Linked DNA regions of Sus scrofa: region 2 is linked to region 1. Evidence: chromatin contacts called from public Hi-C data. All regions are on one chromosome and are shown on one strand. The core of a region is the stretch at or near the end of the contact, and the rest is flanking DNA. Distances in the headings are between cores, read along the strand shown.

Evidence for each region. Hi-C and Micro-C count contacts between places; a contact is called where the count stands out from the background.
Region 2: a Hi-C map of liver shows a contact between it and region 1, with 2.3 times the contacts expected there. The contact joins two enhancer-like sites. A contact is called at or near these places in 9 of 47 Hi-C or Micro-C datasets (adipocytes, fibroblasts, liver and 5 more).

The regions. Positions count from the first base shown.
Region 1 is chr1:126,340,737-126,347,522 of Sscrofa11.1, forward strand. No RefSeq gene overlaps it. Among named protein-coding and RNA genes, the nearest start is that of SPATA5L1, 8.9 kb to the left of the region's middle. Within about 2 kb of position 3,770, at least 7 of the 83 cell types and tissues checked have an H3K27ac peak or open chromatin away from gene starts, as enhancers often do. A contact at or near this core is called in liver, where this site is marked.
Region 2 is chr1:126,436,190-126,442,975 of Sscrofa11.1, forward strand. No RefSeq gene overlaps it. Among named protein-coding and RNA genes, the nearest start is that of SLC28A2, 72 kb to the right of the region's middle. Within about 2 kb of position 3,347, at least 1 of the 83 cell types and tissues checked has an H3K27ac peak or open chromatin away from gene starts, as enhancers often do. A contact at or near this core is called in liver, where this site is marked.

The DNA of each region.
Region 1 (6,786 bases), core at 2,520-5,019:
GGGTTAAGGATCCTGCATTCCTGTGGCTGTAGTGTAGGCCAGCAGCTGCAGCTGTGACTGGACTCCTAGCCTGGAAACTTCCATATGCCCCAGGTGTGGCCCTAAAAAAAAAAAAAAAAAAAAAAGGTATCTATGGGAGTTCCTTGGTGGCCCAGTGGATTAAGGATCCAGTGTTGTCACTGCTGTGGTTCAGGTTCCATTCCTGGCCCCAGAACTTCCACATGTAAGTGTGGCCAAAAAAAAAAAAAAAAAAAAATATATATATATATATATATATATATATATATATAAATAGTATACTTTACAGGACTCTAGTACTGTGGTGGAATAATATACTTGTGTTAAATAAATACTTAGTGAATCGAATTTGAAAGAAATTAGGGGACAGAGTCTGGTGACCCATGCCAGGCAGGTTTGATCTTGTTCTTTCCAGACACATCAGATTCTATCCAGGTAGACCTCGAAGATAATCTTCAAGAAGGATGTTCCCGCTCCTGACTGAGCTCACCCCTCTTGCCACTTCTGTCATTCATTTTTCTGTCTTTTGACATTAAAAAAAGCTCAATTAAATCAATCATTACAAGAGAGTCTGCTAAAATTCAAGACTGTAGCCATAATCATGAATGTGCAAATACTGTATCTCAACGATGAATAACATGCAATTGGAAACCCATGAGCTTCTGACCTTCTAAATATTTATCTCCCCTTTTCTCTTCCTACTATCAACAGGGATCTAATTATTTTTATTGGATTATTGCCATAGCTTCCTCTAAACTCCATACCTCTGGTTTCTTCAAATGTTGCCACTATATTAATCCAGATAGGAGACTACTATATTTTGGTTGGTTTGGGGGTTATATTTCTCTCAATAAGTCCTAGATCTTTCAAACTTGTCTAAGAGAGGTCCAATATTATATAAGATCTGATCTTGGAAACTGAACCAGAAACAAGGTCTACAGAAATAGGAAAACATTTGAAAATGGTTTATTCGTAGTATCTAGTTCACCAAAGTTTCCTCTAGTCCTTTGATACACCACTCCATCCAAGAGTGGGATGAAACCTTTAATTTCTTTTCTTTTTTTTTTTTTTTTTTTTTGCTTTTGCTTTTTAGGGCTGCACCTACAGCATATGGAACTTCCCAGCCTAGGAGTCAAATCAGAGCTACAGCTGCTGGCCACAGCTACAGCCACAGCAACGCCACATCCAAGCCACCTCTAGGACCTACACCACAGCTTGGGCAATGCTAGATCCTCAACCCACTGAGCAAGGCTGGGATTAAACCCAAATCCTCATGGATACTAGTCAGGTTCATTTCCACTGAGCCACAACAGGAACTCCTGAAATCTTTAATTTCTATTTTCCAAGGCATAAAGGTCAGGCAGAGGTGAAAACATTTTTGTTGCACCATTATACCTCACTGGTTGGCAAGATCTTGCTGGAAGAAGCCCTGACAGAGGAGAAGGGGAGAACTCTTATAACCTTTTGGCCTGAAAATGGGAGGACTGACTCCAGAAAAATTGATCCACTGGGTTCCAAAGTAGCAAAACTAAAGATAAAGGGAAGAAGATACACATTCTGAATCCTCTCAAGCAGATAGGGAACTTTCTTTAGAATAATCGCATTGTTCACATTATCCTCGGTCCTGAATACTGTATTTGTCTGTTGAAATGAAGGTCACTAGTTCCCTCCCACTCCAAAAAATGTGTGGGAGTGGCTATGAATGCTTAGGCATTTTTCAAAGTGTTCTTTGGGAAACTTCTTCCCACGTTGTTCTGCTACTCCCAGACCTTCAAACTCTTCTGACTTCAAGCACACTCAACATGTTTCATTGCCATGAAACAGTCTGACCTGTTTTGGTGCCTTTGAGATGGACTTTAGGCAAACATTCATCAATTCTTCCTCTGGCTTTCCTCATCATGTGACCTGCACCTCTTTGAGTGAACGGCTTCATTATGCCTTGAATAAGCTAGGTGTTTTCCTATCTGTCTTCCCTCTACTCCCTCCTATTTTTTTTTTTTAAATGGCCACACCAGGGCATATGGAAGTTCCTAGGCCAAACACATGCCTCTGCAGCATCTTGAGCCACGGCAGTCAGATTCTTAACCCATTGCGCCACAGCAGGAACTCCATACTCCCTCCTTATTTTAAGAGTTGACACTCTGTTTTGGTTATCTTTCAGCTTTCATTCTGCCTTTCCCCAGCAGGGTCCAACTACTTGCTGTGTAACCTTGAGCAATCTATTGAACCTTTCTGAGCCTGATTCTTATAATCTATAAAATAGATTATTGCAAGGAGTGAAATACTTTTAAAAATTGAAATATAGTTTATTTACAATATGATAACAGTTGCAGGTGTACAACATAGTGATTCAATATTTTTATGGATTATATTCCATGAGATACTACTTATTAATTGTAATGATTATCATCTACCTTATTAGGATATTATGAAATAATGGAAATTTCTTTTGAAAGCTAGAAAGCTCTATCGGTATGTAACATAAGGCTCTACTAATCAGTAACAGTTATGTTTACAGAGTGCCAGGAACAGTTCTAAGTGTTTTACATATATGATCTTATTTAATCCTCTCAATAACCTTGGGAGGTTGGGATTATTATTTCTAATTTACAGATGAAGGAACTGAGGCACAGAAAGGCTAAGTAACTTCCACAAGGTCACATAGTTAGTAAGTGGTAGAGCTAGGATTCAAAACTAGGTAGTCGGGCTGGCTCCAAAGTTCCTGCTCTGAACCACTACACTGTGTTACACTGCAATCAAATTTGGGTTTACAAACTGGATTCACTAGTTACTCAATAGTTATATGACCTTAAGCAAAGCTTAAAATTCTAAACCTAATTTTCATCATTTTTAAAATGGATAAAATCCCTATCTCATATATTCATTTACTCAACAAATATTTATTAAACTCCTACTGTTTGCTATATGCTAGGCATATTATAATATCATGTTGATTATATTCACATAAAACACTTGGCATACTGCCAGGCACATGGTAAATGGTCGATGTTAATCATTATTTAATTCATAATAATAAGCCAAAAACTTCTCTGATACCTGTTTCTATTACTTGGCTAGAGATTATGTTCTATCATTACCATATAGTCATTTTTCACTGGTCCCCCAATTCTATTTGAAATGTTTTTGTGGCACTGTTCCATAGGATATTGCCTTTCTACCACAGCAAAAACCAACAAAACACAGAAATACAAGTATCTTTCAGGGCTCAACAGAGCAAATGCTTTAAATGGCTACTTTCTGATACATAGCTAAGACTAGACAAGGCATATGCAAAATACGTTTACTACCAGGGAATGTGAAGTACATTTGGTGAATGTGAAGATATGAGGATGATCAAATACAATGCTTTAAGGAAATATCCAACAAGGTCCTCCTGGGAAATAAAATAGCCCTACATTTCATCTCCAGGGACATGTAAAGAACCCAGTAACACCTCTTGGAATCCACATAAGAAGGGCTGGTCTGCTGTGCTCTCCTGAACTGTTCTTTGCAGCTCTAAGGGTCCATCCTGTGCTTGCCTTACCCATGTTCTGTGAGAGTGGGCAGTATTTGCAAAAGACTGAAGAAGAGATTGTTATCTCCCTCGACTACTGATAATCAAACGAGATGATACATACGAAATCACTTTGAAATATTACACACACACACACACACACACACAGAGTGAAGAGTTACACACACGAGTGTTGCAGTCCTGAGCAGAGAATACTCACTGTAGAAGCAGATGTGGAAAGTCCTACTATCTTCCCCATTTCTGAAATTGCTCTCAGCAATGTGACCTCACTTGTCTTCCTGTCTTGACTAGTTCCCCTTCTCATTTCAGTTCCTATTAATAATAGCGATAGCTAACATGTAGTTGAGTGGTGTTTTAAATGCTTTACATGTATTATTTAGTCATCATAACAACTCTATGAGTTACATACTGGGACTATTTCTAACATTCAAGAAAGCTGAGATAGGAGCTCCCGTTGTGGCACAGTGGAAACGAATCGACTTCAGGCAGCAGTCAGCATTTTGCCTCTTTGCCTTTTATTTTTTTGTATTTATTTCATTTTTTACTTTTGTCTTTTGTCTTTTTAGGGCCTCACCCTTGGCATATGGAGGTTTCCAGGCTAGGGGTCTAATCAGAGTTGCAGATGCCGGCCTACACCACAGTCACAGCAACGCCAGATCTAAGCCACATCTGTGAACTATACCACAGCTCAGCGCTGGATCCTTAACCCATGGAGTGAGGCCAGGAATCGAACCCGCCATGTCATGGTTCTTAGTCGGATTCGTTTCCACCACACCACGACAGGAACTCCCTCTTTGCCTTTTATAATTCAGTCAATGAAACAGAGTCATTTTTCCAACTAAAGTCAACTATAATATAAATTTGTTACCCAGAATGAGAAATTCAGAATCTTGCCAACTGGTAATAATTTACGGTATAAACTTTGATTTTTAGCCATTATCTGGGGAAAAGGAGAGTTTAGCAATAACTCTGTATAATATTAACTAAGCCCCACTAGCTTAGCTAGCTTACAACCACAAACATATCTACTCAAGAAATGAGGTTGAATCTCAGCTATTTTTCCTCTGATAACTACTTGACATAACATTCAAGCTGCTACCTGCTCAAGGGTTAGGCACAAAGTTGGCAGAATCAGCTTTATTAATGGCATTATAAACAGGGGTAAGCATTATTTTGAAATGTATGCAAAATATCTTTCTGAGAAACAGGAATGGAGTGGTGGAAAACTAGGACTTGAAAGAGAGCCTGAGATCATGTAGTTTGTAAAGTTAGGACTGTAGAGGTTAAGTGACTTGTCCAAGTGGTTAATGTCATCCAAATAGTTACTGGTTGAGCAGGGGCTGGAATTCAGGTCTCTAGATCAGCAAGCACAGTATTGGTTCCTCAGTACTGCATTTCTGGCTAGAGCTATCTCATACAGGCTGCTGTTATACATACAATGAAGTGAAAGTCTTCTCACAGTCAAGCAACCCTAAGAAAGACACTACATTTCACTCAGGAACCATAATTTTATTGTACAGTCTGCCCTCTGTATCCCCAGGTTCTGCATCTGTGGATTCAATCAACTGTGGGTCAAAAATATTTGGAAACCCACTATACTTCAGTAAAACTTTAAAACATGAAAAAAATTTGTAAAAAAAATTTCAAAAAGTTTTAAAAAGCAACACTTGAATGTGCTGCACTCTGGTAACTATTTACATAGTTTTTACATTGTCTTTACAGCTATTCACATAGCATGTATGTTGTGTTAGGTATAAGTAATCTAGAGATGATTTAAAGTATATGGCAGGTAGCACAGGCAACTATATCTAGTTACTTCTGATGGAGGATAATGTGAGAAAAAGAATGTATATTTCTGTGTCACTTTGCTGTACAGCAGAAATTGAAATAACATTGTAAACCAACTATAATAGAATAAACCAAAAATCTTAAAAAATAAATACAGCATATGACAGGATATGCACAGATTATTTGCGAACATTTTATAAAAGGGACTCGAGCATCTGCAGATTTTGGTAACTATGCAGGTCCTGGAATGAATCCCCTTTGCTTAGTGAGGGATTACTGTACATTTAAATAAGTAGATTCCATATGTCACATTAGCTTAATTTGAAAGCAGCTAAGGGTTTGGCTTCCCTGTCTTCGATCTTGAAGGATAGACAAACCCGCTTACTGTTCGTGAGAAAATAGTAGAAGCAATCATATAAAATGTACATTAGTGCTGTCCTAAAATCCTCAAGCATAATTTTAGGATAAGAAGCCTCAAGTTCTAGAACAGGACCCCTCTCCACTAAACTCATCTTTATGTAAAACTAACTTATTGTCCTTTTGATGTGGTTTGGGTGCTTCTTTTCAACATCAAAGGAACCAGAGAGTCCAGGTTATGTTTGTCTCTAAAGCAGTTTTTTTAAGGAAGAGAATTCTCTTTCCTTCCTTCAGCTTATATTAGAAGAAACAGTGATTTATTTTTGTCACCAAGCTTCTTCTTTCTCTAAGTTCTGACTGTACTTTGTGAATGATCCATGTCTATTCAAAGGTCTTTGCAGCATGAGAGAAAAGCTCTGCTCTGTCCCAGGAATTTCTGGCCTCATGAAAAATCCTTGCCAACAGCCAGACTACAAAGTTTGGTCTGTACAGTCTTCTGGGTCCTTGCTACTCAGAGTGATCTATGGCCCAGTAGCATTGGCATCACCTGGAAGGATTTTAGAAATGAAGAATCTCAGGCCCGGAGTTCCCGTCGTGGCACAGTGGTTAACGAATCAGACTAGGAACCATGAGGTTGCGGGTTCAGTCCCTGCCCTTGCTCAGTGGGTTAACCATCCGGCATTGCCGTGAGCTATGGTGTAGGTTGCAGACGCGGCTCGGATCCCGAGTTGCTGTTGCTCTGGCGTAGGCCAGTGGCTACAGCTCCGATTCGACCCCTAGCCTGGGAACCTCCATATGCTGCGGGAGCGGCCCAAAGAAATAGCAAAAAGACAAAAAAAAAAAAAAAAAAAAAAAATTAAGAATCTCAGGCCTGAATCAGAATCTGCCTTTGAACAACCTCCCTGAGTGATTCGGATGTGCTATCCTGAACGCCTTTGTGTGAACCCCTGTTTCTTCTCTATGGTCTAGAAAGAAGTAAGGCTGAGACCACTGTATTCCATCCCAAGGTAAAAACCTTAAGTTGAAAAAAGTAGTCTTTGGTTATTTGAGGACATGGCTTCATTAACTTTGTCTGATAGCTGTTAAAC
Region 2 (6,786 bases), core at 2,097-4,596, 95 kb after region 1:
GGAGAAAATATTTGCAAATGATAACACTGACAAGGGCTTAATCTCCAAAATACACAAACAGCCCTTAAAACTCAATAACAAAAAAACAAAAAACCCAATCATAAAATGAACAGAAGACCTAAACAGGCATTTCACCAAAGAAGACCCACAGATGGTCAAAATGTACACAAAAAGATGCTCAATATCACTAATTATTAGAGAAATACAAATCGAACCTACAAATGAGAGTTAATAGATGCCTTTGGAATGGATAAGCAATGAGGTCCTGCTGTATATCTGGTCATTTATGATGGAGCATGATAATGTGAGAAAGAAGAATGTATACATGTATGTGTAACTGGGTCACCTTGCTGTACAGTAGAAAACTGACAGAACACTGTAAACCAGCTATAATGGAAAAAAATAAAAATCATTAAAAATTTAAAAAAACCTACAAATGAGGTACCATGTTGCACTGGTCAGAATGGTCATCATTCAAAAGTCTACAAACAACAAATGCTGGAGGAGGTGTGGAGAAAAGGATCCCTCCTTACACTATTAGTGGGAATACAAATCAGTGCAGCCACTATTGAGAATAGTATGGAGATTCCTCAAAAAACTAAAAATAGAGTTGCCATATGACCCTATAAACCCACTCTTGGGCATGTATCTAGATGAAATTATAATTCATATATATATATATATATATATATATATATATACACACACACACACACACACACACACATACACAGGAATATTACTCAGCCATAAAAGTAATGAAATAATGCCATTTACAACTACATGGATGATCCTAGAGATTATCATACTAAGCAAAATAAGTCAGAAGGAGAAAGACAAATCCCATATGATATCATTTATATGTGGAATCTAAATTATGACACAAGGGAGTTCCCTTCTTGGCTCAGTGGTTAACGAACCCAGCTTGGATCCATGAGGATGCAGGTTCGATCCCTGGCCTCACTGAGTGTGTTAAGGATCCCGAGCTGCCATGAGCCATAGTGTGGGTCATAGACTTGGCTCGGATCTTTTGTTGCTGTGGCTGTGGCGTAGGCCGGCAGCTATAGCTCTTATTAAACCCCCTAGACTTGGAACTTCATATGCCACGAATGCGGCCCTAAAAAGCAATAAATAAATAAATAAATATAAAAATAAACTATGACACAAATGACCTGATCTAAAAGACAGAAACAGAAGCACAGACCTAGAGAACAGACTTCTGGTTGCCAGGGGAACGGGGTTAGGAGAGCGGTGGAGTGGGAGTTTGGGACTAGCAAATGCAAACAGTTATATATAGAATGGATAAACAACAAGGTCCTATTGTATAGCACAGAGAAGTATATTCAATATCCTATAATGAGCCATAATAGAAAAGAATAGATTTGTATGTGTGTATGTGTGTAACTGAATCACTTTGCTGTACCCAAAAAAACTTACACAACATTGTAAGTCAATTATACTTCAGCTTAAAAAGAAGAGATATGGGAGTTCCTGTTGCGGCTCAGTGGAAACAAATCCGACTAGGAACCACGAGGTTGCAGGTTTGATCCCTGGCCTCGCTCAGTGGGTTAAGGATCCAGCGCTGCCATGACCTTTGGTGTAGGTCGCAGACACAGCTCGGATCTGGTGTTGCTGTGGCTGTGGTGTAGGCCGGCAGCTGTAGCTCCGATTAGACCCCTAGCCTGGGAACCTCCATGTGCCATGGGTGTGGCCCTCAAAAGACGAAAAAAGAAAAAAGAAAAAAAAATAATGTGACTGAGGCAACTGTTGACTATGGACACAGTATAGAACTACTCAACCTCCAGGTCACAAATGAAAACACTGATGTTCAGAGCTAAGTTAATTTTAAATTCTATCTTAAGGAGTTCCCATTGCAGCTCAGTGGTTAATGAACCTGACTAGTATCCATGAGAACGAGGGTTCGATCCCTGGCCTTGCTCAGTGGGTTATGGATACAGCATTGCTATGAGCTGTGGTGTAGGTTGCAGATGCGACTCAGATCTCGCATTGCTGTGGCTGTGGTGTAGGCCGGCAGCTGCAGCTCTGATTCAACCCCTAGCCTGGGAACCTCCATGCACCGCAGGTAAGGCCCTAAAAAGACTAAATAAATTCTGTCTTAAAATGTGTTGATAGTGTCAAAATATTCCCAGAGAGGGGGTATAGGAACAAAGAAGGTGATGTATCTTTTTCTAACACACCTGGTGTTGTGGTCCTAAGCCATGATGAGTCTGAAGAGGCACCTCCTCCAGCACACAGCTTATCATTTACCGATTTGGGGAAACAGGTAATATGAGGTATTTCAAGTCCTATGGAGAGTGCAACTCAGGTCTGGAGCCTGGTCCAGACGGAGTGGCTTCAATTAAACATATATTTACTGAGTACATGTGTATCAGGCACTGTGTGGGGTTCAAAATAAGGCAAAGGTCTCATCCTCAGAGCCAAGGAAAGAAGTTTTCATGTCTGTCATCTCAGAATCACAGTCAGGGTCTTAACCTGTACATCGTAACTCAAGGAGCCACCAAAACAACTGGTCTTGCCTTTTCTAGAAGCTTCTTGTCTTTGACACTGTGTCCCATTTCTGAACAGAGTACAAAAAAACAAAATGTAAAAGGTGCTCTGGAGTTCCCGTCGTGGCGCAGTGGTTAACGAATCCGACTAGGAACCATGAGGTTGCAGGTTCGGTCCCTGCCCTTGCTCAGTGGGTTAACGATCCGGCGTTGCCGTGAGCTGTGGTGTAGGTTGCAGACGCGGCTCAGATCCTGCGTTGCTGTGGCTCTGGTGTAGGCCGGTGGCTACAGCTCCGATTCAACCCCTAGCCTGGGAACCTCCATATGCCTCGGGAGCGGCCCAAGAAATAGCAACAACAACAACAACAACAACAACAACAAAGACAAAAAAAAAAAAAAAAAAGGTGCTCTGGCCTGTTCTCTTTAACTCTCAAAGGCCTACCTTGAGGTGGGGGTGGGGGAACACTGCAAATTTCAGCTGATTTTGCTCTTGCTGGAGAGGGGAGGGGCTGAGCAAAAGCAATTTTTAACTTAATAAACACCAACTCTGAGCCAATTTAAAACAAATATTCCCAACCAAGCCATTCTACTGGGCAGTAATCAGAGCAAACTCCATCCTAGCCTGGATCGATGACATCCACCAGAATCTGAATGCCTGGGGAGAGAGACCTGTTTGATTTAATTAATATTCCTCACTGGATTCTTGATTTTAACCACAAGCCCCTTCTCCAAAACCTCTTTCTCTCCACGTGTTCTCCACCTGAGAAAATGGCAACCCATCCACCTAGCCACTTGCTCAACCTGGACACCTTAACACATCTGCTCTGGACAATGACCAAGTACTGTCACCTCTACTCTCCAATATATCTTGAATTCACCTACTTCTCTCTCCCCTAGCATCACCCTAATCCAAGTCATCCTGTACCTCCCATTTGGACAGCTGTAATAGCTTCCTAACTGGTGTGCTTGCTTCCACCTTGACCTCTATCAAATTCCCCAGATACATATATGATTTAACTTGTTTATTGGATATTTCTCCCTTTACAATGTAAGCTCCATGAAGACAAAAGCCATGTCTGATTTTTTTACTGGGGTATTCCTGCTGCCTAGCACAGTACCTGGCATAGAATGGGCATCAGTAAAACTTATTGAGAGCATAAATGAACACTTTATAATCCTTGCATGATAGAGGTCCTCCTGTTCACAAAATATGGCTCAGAGTCTATCCTCTTAAGAGTCTTTTTCCCCCCTCAGAGCCACACAAGCCATTCTTCAAAAGAGAATTGAATCTTTTTCCTTCCTTCAGACTGACTGAATGATGACCTTTTAGCAGAGCCTTTTAGGAAGAAATCAGAGTGAGCTCTGATAGAGCATGAATAGATGGAAAGAATCCAAACTGAGCCTACCTCTTTCTAATGCTTTGGAAAGAGATGAAATTTTATGAAGAAAAAAACAAAATACCATCTTGGATATAGACCCTTTGAGGTATTATTGCCATCTGGTGTCCATAATATTAACCCGCAGGCAACCAAGAACTTTTCCCTCTGCCTTCTAATTGTCTCAATTTTTCTGAATATTTTTTTTAAGGTCTACTTCTTAAAAATTTATTTTGTTTTATTTTTCTTTTTACAGCCACACCTGCAGCACATGCATGTTCCCAGACTTGGGATCGAATAGGAGCCGAAGCTGCTCACCTATGCCACATCCACGAAGGATCTGGGTCACATCTGTGACCTATGCTGCAGCTTGCAGCAAAGCCGGATCCTTAACCCACTGAGCAAGGCCAGGGATCGAACCCACCTCCTCATGGACACTATGTCAGGTTCTTAATCCACTTAGCCACAATGGGAACTCCTTTTTTCAAGTTGATTTCCAAGGTTGTGATAATTTCTGTTATACAACAAAGTGATTCAGTTATACATATACACATGTCCATTATCTTTCAGATGCTTTTCCCACATAGATTATCACAGAATATTGGGTAGAGTTCTCTGTGCTGTATGGCAGGCCCCTACTGGCCCATCAGTCCATATACCCAGTGTGCATGTGTCAATCCCAAACCTCCAGTACATCCCTCCCCCAACCTTTCCCCTTTGGTAACCATAAACTACCATAAGATTTTCAAAGTCTATGAGTCTGTTTCTGAAATTTAACAATAATTTTAACTTTGGTATGAGTCTTCTATTCTGGAAACATATGTTCTTCATTTCTAGGACATTTTCTTTGATATTTTCTAGGAATTATTTCTTTGATATTTTTCTCCCCATGATTTTCTTTTTGGAATTCCTAGAATTTGGATGTTGATCTCCTGAATTGACTTTTAACTTTCTTATCCTTTTTCTCTAACATTTTTCCTCTCTTTTGTTCTACTTTTTTTTCTTTTTAGGGCCACACCTGTTGCCTATGGAGGTTCCCAGGCTATGGGTCGAACTGGAACTCCCTATGCCACAGCCACAGCAATGCCAGATCCAAGCCGTGTCTGTGCCCTACACCACAGCTCATGGCAGCACCTGATCCTTAACCCACTGAGCAAGGCCAGGGATCAAACCCATGTCCTCATGAACACTATGTCAGGTTCGTTACTGCTGAGCCACACCAGGAACTCTTTTTGTACTTTTTGAGTAGCATTCTCAGAGCTGAGTTGCAGAAAGGGGCTGAAATATCACTGTCTAATTCTGACATTCATTTAATTCCCAATTTCAGTACGGTATTCCTGTCCTCAGCTATGCCTCCTTTTTTTTTTTTTTTAATTTTTTTATTTTCCCACTGTACAGCAAGGGGGTCAGATTATCCTTACATGTATACATTACAATTACATTTTTTCCCCCACCCTTTGTTCTGTTGCAACATGAGTATCTAGACAAAGTTCTCAATGCTATTTAGCAGGATCTCCTTGTATATCTATTCTAAGTTGTGTCTGATAAGCCCAAGCTCCCGATCCCTCCCACTCCCTCCCCCTCCCATCAGGCAGCCACAAGTCTTTTCTTCAAGTCCATGATTTTCTTTTCTGAGGAGATGTTCATTTGTGCTGGATATTAGATTCCAGTTATAAGTGATATCCTATGGTATTTGTCTTTGTCTTTCTGGCTCATTTCACTCATTATGAGATTCTCTAGTTCCATCCATGTTGCTGCAAATGGCATTATGTCATTCTTTTTTATGGCTGAGTAGTATTCCATTGTGTATATATACCACCTCTTCCGAATCCAGTCATCTGTCGATGGACATTTGGGTTGTTTCCATGTCCTGGCTATTGTGAATAGTGCTGCAATGAACATGCGGGTGCACGTGTCTCTTTTAAGTAGAGTTTTGTCCGGATAGATGCCCAAGAGTGGGATTGCAGGGTCATATGGAAGTTCTATGTATAGATTTCTAAGGTATCTCCAAACTGTTCTCCATAGTGGCTGTACCAGTTTACATTCCCACCAAGAGTGCAGGAGGGTTCCCTTTTCTCCACACCCCCTCCAGCACTTGCTATTTGTGGATTTATTAATGATGGTCATTCTGACTGGTGTGAGGTGGTATCTCATGGTAGTTTTGATTTGCATTTCTCTTATAATCAGCGATGTAGAGCATTTTTTCATGTGTTTGTTGGCCATCTGTATATCTTCTTTGGAGAACTGTCTATTCAGGTCTTTTGCCCATTTTTCCATTGATTGATTGGCTTTTTTGCTGTTGGGTTGTATAAGTTGTTTATACATTCTAGAGATTAAGCCCTTGTCGGTTGCATCATTTGAAACTATTTTCTCCCATTCTGTAAGTTGTCTTTTTGTTTTCTTTTGGGTTTCCTTTGCTGTGCAAAAGCTTTTCAGTTTGATTAGATCCCATGGGTTTATTTTTGCTCTAATTTCTATTGCTTTGGGAGACTGACTTGAGAATATATTCATGATGTTGATGTCAGAGAGTGTTTTGCCTATGTTTTCTTCTAGGAGTTTGATGGTGTCCTGTCGTATATTTAAGTCTTTCAGCCATTTTGAGTTTATTTTTTTGTCTTTTGAGGGCCACACTCGCAGCATATGGAGGTTCCCAGGCTAGGGGTCTAATCAGAGCTGTAGCTGCCGGCCTACGCCACAGCCACAGCAACGCCAGATCCAAGCAGCGTCTGCAACCTACACTACAGCTCACAGCAACACTGGATCTCCAACCCACTGAGCAAGGCCAGGGATCAAACCCGCCATGATTCCTAGTTGGATTCATTTCCACTGTGCCATGACAGGAACTCCTCCTTTTTTTTAATCTCACTCACAGTGCCCCTTTCAGAGATAAATAGTACCTCTAC